Linked DNA regions of Danio rerio: region 1 is linked to region 2. The links are chromatin contacts, called in public Micro-C maps. All regions are on one chromosome and are shown on one strand. Each heading gives the region's core, a stretch centred on a gene start, on an enhancer-like site or on the middle of the called end of the contact. The rest is flanking DNA. Distances are from core to core; before and after follow the strand shown.

Region 1 (2,992 bases), core at 123-2,622, 35 kb before region 2:
CTCAAATATTATGTGGAAATAAAGGTTTTGAAATTACAGTAATAGTCGGCCCAAAGTCCGTACTTTTCACATTTCTAATTTAGAATGTTACAAAAGCTGTCAAACTAATGCAAATGTTTCTTGAAAATCCTACACTGAAATGTGTTATAAAGGATAATATCAGCATATTAGACTGGACTGGAGCACAATGCTGACATGCTAAAATATATATATTTTTTTAAAGAATCTAAAAATATATAGCATTTATACACAGCTTAACTAAAAATAAAATGTTTTATTTTAGAGTATTTTAGAGTTTGCATCAAACTAAAATATCTAAAAGTTAAATATCAGTTTAATAAAATAACTACAGACAAAAAAAAGTTACAATTCAGTGTAACAATCTTTTTAAAAATAAAATTTAAAAAAATCAATAAAATAACAAAACAAACCTGAAACATACTGACCTATATTTATAAAAACAAAATGTGATCGTATTAAATTTCATTATTTTAAATAACTCAAATAGCTGGCAAATATATAAGGCCTAGTGCTGCATTGTGTTCCTTAAAAAGCCTATTTCTTTTAAATATCATCAATGTCTTCTTTAATCACGGTAGAAATGCTTGGTAAGAGGTGAAAATAAACTGAGCAACATTCTAATATACATTAAAAAAAATACTTCTCTCCATACTCCATACTTCCTTTATTTCATCATTAAAAATCTTGTAAATTAACAACCGGGTATATTCCAATTTTTATATGACTTTTATATGACTCCAATTTTCAATCAGTCTAGTGCAATATCAATTCATGTGAGTTTAAAGGAAGATTATAAAAACAAAAGCGCCACTCACTGGCCGGCTGCTCCATCTGCACCATGAGAGCCTGGAGAGCGTAGAGTGCCTGCAGCTCCTTCTGTTCATCAGAAAGGTACTTCTGCAGCAGCTTTGCCCTCTGGTTAATCTGCTCCACGTCCACACGGTAAGGGTTCTCACCTATAATGGTTCATTAATGCACACAATTAACATCGAGCACAGACCAGAGAGAGATCAGGTCTGAAGTCAAACTACCGTCAACAGCATGTAATGGATTCACTCACATATAATGGCAGACTGGCACACTGACATCATCAGTGCTCGCACAAACTGACTAGAGCTCATCTTTTGCTCATCCAGATTGGCCTTTAAAAGAAAAAAAACGGCAGTCAGTGCAAGTCCCATGCGCATACTACTATACCCATAATGCAGATCGCTGCGATGCCTTAATGTCTGTTTGCAGAGCCTTGAATCTCAGCCAAAGCACAAGCGCTCACCTCTACCCAGTCATAGATCCTCTGGTTGTTGGCTTTTTCTTGTAACAACCTGTCCAAATGTTTACTCAGCTCCTCAGCAGTCAGCTCTTTCTTGCTGGGCTTCTCAGACTCCTCGCCCAGTGTGAACTCCATTTTCTGAAAATACATCATCTTTATGACCTTCAGGCTCAGATATTTATACATTGCTATGTTTGTATTATGCTTGAACATATATACTCTATCTGCATACATATGCACAAAAATGTTTTTGCAAAGCATAATTAAGTGCAATTAATCAATTATAAATATATTTCTAGCAAGTACAAAAGATTAACAGATGATTATTGCAGGGACATGTTTGCAAAACAATAAAAATCAACAGGTTTAAGCATATTATTGTTCAATATTATTACTTTGAAGACAAAATTAAAGGCACAGTTCACCAAAAAATAAAAAAAATCTGTCACCCTTCACTCATTTCAAATCTTTTTTTTCGGTTAAACAAGAATTGTTTCAATGAAAAAAAAAAACTGAGAACATGCAGCTAATATTTGTTTTTCCTTCTTTGGAAGTAAATGGTTACAGGTTTTCAGATTTCTTTAAATTATCTTTTGTGTTCAAAAAAAAAAAAAAAAAAAAAAGGTTTGGAAGCACTTTTTCAACACATTTTCATTTTTGATTGCAATCTCAATATAAATGCCTACATCATTTTAATCCTAAATGGTCACAATTAGAATTATACTTCTGAGGATGACAGTAGTACATTTAAATCTGCCAATGACCACAGAGAGCAGTTATTGTGCAAGTTAAGTATTATGAAACAGCTTAAGTCATTTCAATCTAAACTCTTGCTTCTTTGTTAGAAATATTCAAATAGTCAAAGTACTCAATTTACAATTGAAATCATTATTTGAAACTTCAAAAGAAGGTTGTAGCATTACATAGTTGCACAAATAGTGACTAGCAACCATTAAAAATGTATTTGGTCACTGAATAATTGGATCAAACTTAAAATATGCTGATTCATACGGTAAATAAAACGTTGTCTGTGCAAATGATCAAATCACTCATTCAGGTTATATAATTTACTACTATATTATTTTGATAATGTTCAGCTTCAAGCACCTGTTCTGTAACAAACTTATTGACATCCTCATCTTCAGGCAGAAAGTCTTTCCAGCTGAGTCCAGCCTCCAGCCACATGGCTCCAGCTTTTTTGTGACTCTGGAATATAATAAAAGACATGCACATAATTCCTTAACTGCAGTGATTTTGGGTAACTCAACATTTGCCACAGTGTGATTCTCACCAGTCCTTTGCAGAAAATGTTAAGAACGTCAACAAGCAGGATGGCAGCTTTGCCCATAGGCAGTAGAGGTTTGGACACTTCCCTGTCAAACAAAACATTTGGAAAGGTCAAAAGGGTTTAGGTGTGCCTAGTCTATTTGCCCTGATGATTTAATATCTAAATCTGGAGTTTACAAAGAATAAATGTCTAACCTAAAGAGCTGGCCCATGGGGATGCCACCGTCCTGTAGCATGGGGGTGATGATTTCAGCCAAATAAAGCCAAATGTGGGGAATGTCAATAGCCATGTCATCTGCGATCTCAAGAATCTCCTGCAGTCTGGGGTGAGGGAAATTCAACATCCAAACGTGAGTATAGCGTCACACGCAACATTTAAATTGTTAAAATCATGAACATTATTTGTTGGCTTGA
Region 2 (2,709 bases), core at 30-2,529:
AGCTCTGTTCCCGAAAGTGCGATGAAGCAGCGCGCTTCTCCTACAGACGTGTCACACCGCAGCCATGATGCTCTGCCGGCGCGGCTAACAGCGCTAGCCTCCTCCATATGGCACTGACACGTTAACATACTCTCAGCGGTCTCCACCAAAACAAGCTTTTCGTTTTAGAACAAAAAAGTTAACCACATCAACAACACGCTATACACATAAACCCACGTCGGAAACTATGTGTAGATTTAGCAAAAACAAACTGGGCCCTCAATAAACGTGTGGGGAAGTGTGCAGTCGCCCGCACTAGCTTATTAGCTTCCCTCTCCAAATCAATGACACACTGGAATCTGACTGGCATGTCGTTTATTTTGACTGTATCGTTATATATACACAACTTAATGTAAAGTTTGGCTTTTTGATGAGGAAAAAACGTTAAATTACGCACCGGACAAACTTATTCCACCGTCCTCGTGCTGGCATTCCCACAATTCATCACGAGATGATAAGACGTTTAACGGAAACAAATGCGTTTAAATACAACAGAACAACCGACTCATCAACAGTTCATATGTCATTTTAACACAAACCTTACGGGGTCAAATAGTCTCGTGTATTTATATTCCCGATATGTCAGCAGATTGACACCCCGAAACACGAGCAATACGAAAGCGTGAAACTGGAATAGCGAAAAACCGAGGAAATAACACCCAACATGGAGAAAATACTACACAGATATTAGTGGCAACTTAAGGGAGAGCGTTTAACGGAAAAAATAGTTTGATAGGCGAACACAACTCAGCATTAAACCCGTCGCCAGTGTCAATCTAGGCCCGCTTGGCCCCTGCGATTATCGGTTTAAACGCGGCTATCAAAGTTAGCATAGGCAGTAGGATTACTCACCGGCTCCGCAGACAAACGGGGAAACTTGAGGGCGAGACGTCGTCAACGTGTTTCTGGAAAGTTTCTTTTTGCTATTCTTCGTTGTTAACGGAGGGCGTCTTGGTTTCCTCGGGAATATCTGGGTAAACAGAGGGAGAAGTGTTGGCTAGCGGCTGACACTTTAGGTTTAAATCCCATGTAGCGTGCAAAGGCGAGAAAAAGTGACAGTATGGGGGAAAAAGAGAATAAATACAGTTTTCAGATGTTACTGCCGACAGAGCTGATGGCCCCAGGACGAGCCTCTTGACTGGAGGTCCATGTTTAAGGCGCGGATGGTGACGGATTGCCGGTAAGTTGATCACACTTGTCTTAATAAACGCGATTAGAGCAGAGCCATGGTGCTTCAGCGCTTCTCCCCTTGAGCCCGCAGAACCGGACGGAGTGCTCAGTGAGATGCGTGGGTACTTCCGGGTTAATCAACCTGAGCGCTGCGGGGTCATTCGCCAAGGGTAGAAATCATACGGCGCGATAATAAAAGTCTCTATCGAATAATCTAAATGTATTTATTATAGCCTCGCATACGGAAAATAAATACATATTCCAGGCCTGCAGCCAGCCTATCGAAATAGGATTTTAAACACTTTTTTTCTGGATCAGCTTTTCGCATGGTCACACTTTTTGATGTTCCAAAACATTGATGTAACAAAAAAAGAGATTTGGAATAAAGAAATAATACAATAATATATACAAAAATATATGCTTATTTTAAAAATACAAATTTAATAAAGGTGGTGCCGTAGGTAGTGCTGTCGCCTCACAGCGAGAGGGTCGCTTGTTCAAGCCTCAGCTGGGTCAGTTGGCATTTCTGTGTGGAGTTTGCATGTTCTGGATAAGTTGGCGGTTCATTCCATGGTGGCACACCCGGATTAATAAAGGGACTAAGCTGACAAGAAAATGAATGAAATTTATAACATCAAATATCATTGGAAAAAATAAGAATCTGTTTTTAAAAAAAAAGTGTAGCCCATTATCATTTATGAGACAAATAACAAACTGGCCAGCACATTCAACTTTCTCATTCAGAATTTGATACACTGATTCTGGCATCAAAATTGCCAAATTCGGTATCCCAAATTCTGTACCGACAGCCAACAGGATTCGGCTTGGGCTCAAACACTTTTTCGATGTGTTATTTTCACAATTCATTATGGCTTAGCAGTCAAAATGGGATAAATGAGCTTTGGTATGGGACAAATTCTGGACCTTTGTCAGTGAGGGGTGGGTCTTCCGATCCACTTAAACCTCCCCTATGGGCCTGTATTCACGTATAAAATGTAAGGTTGTAAATATCGGAACACCTCAGGATTGTGTGTTTAGTTTTCCTTTATTTTTCAATAAATAAGTTGTTCCAAACATTTTGAGATTCTTTAGTTTTTTGAGATTCTTTAATGACATACTAAAATTTGACAGGCCTGTCATTTCTTTTGACTGTATCGTTATATTTACATAAATTATTAAGTTTGGCTTTATGATGAGAAAAAAAATTGTCAAATCAGGCACCGGACAAATTAATTGCCAGTGATAAAAAGAATGCTGAAAAATCATACTCAAGTAAAAGTACCATTACTTGCCCAAAAATATAGTGCAAGTAGAGTAAAGTTATCTGTTGTAAATATTACTCAAAGTATAAGTAAAAAGTAACCTTTATAAAAGTACTCAAGAGTAGTGAGTATTATGCTGGAAAAAATTGATGCGTTGAAATGTAATTTGTGCGTGTGTGTGTGTGTGTATGTGTGTGTGTGTAAACGTAACATTCTGTAGTGCATTCAGTTATTGTTT

Evidence for each region. A called contact is a pair of places that touch in the nucleus more often than the background predicts.
Region 1: a contact with region 2 is called in a Micro-C map of caudal fin, with 4 times the contacts expected there. The contact joins the enhancer-like site here to the promoter of eif4g1a in region 2. A contact is called at or near these places in 3 of 18 Hi-C or Micro-C datasets (caudal fin, gastrula embryo and an unstated tissue) and 2 of 4 datasets of contacts at active chromatin or transcription factors (embryo and gastrula embryo).

Annotation. Positions count from the first base shown.
Region 1 is chr2:19,202,636-19,205,627 of GRCz12tu, reverse strand. eif4g1a (eukaryotic translation initiation factor 4 gamma, 1a) reads right to left here. Exons shown (of 32, transcript NM_001080200.1): 26 at 2,774-2,899; 27 at 2,583-2,664; 28 at 2,399-2,497; 29 at 1,295-1,429; 30 at 1,082-1,163; 31 at 837-977. Among named protein-coding and RNA genes, the nearest start is that of fam131aa, 16 kb to the left of the region's middle. Within about 2 kb of position 1,372, at least 3 of the 62 cell types and tissues checked have an H3K27ac peak or open chromatin away from gene starts, as enhancers often do. A contact at or near this core is called in caudal fin, where this site is marked.
Region 2 is chr2:19,167,745-19,170,453 of GRCz12tu, reverse strand. It overlaps eif4g1a (eukaryotic translation initiation factor 4 gamma, 1a), which reads right to left and starts at 1,279. Exons shown (of 32, transcript NM_001080200.1): 1 at 1,124-1,279; 2 at 892-1,009.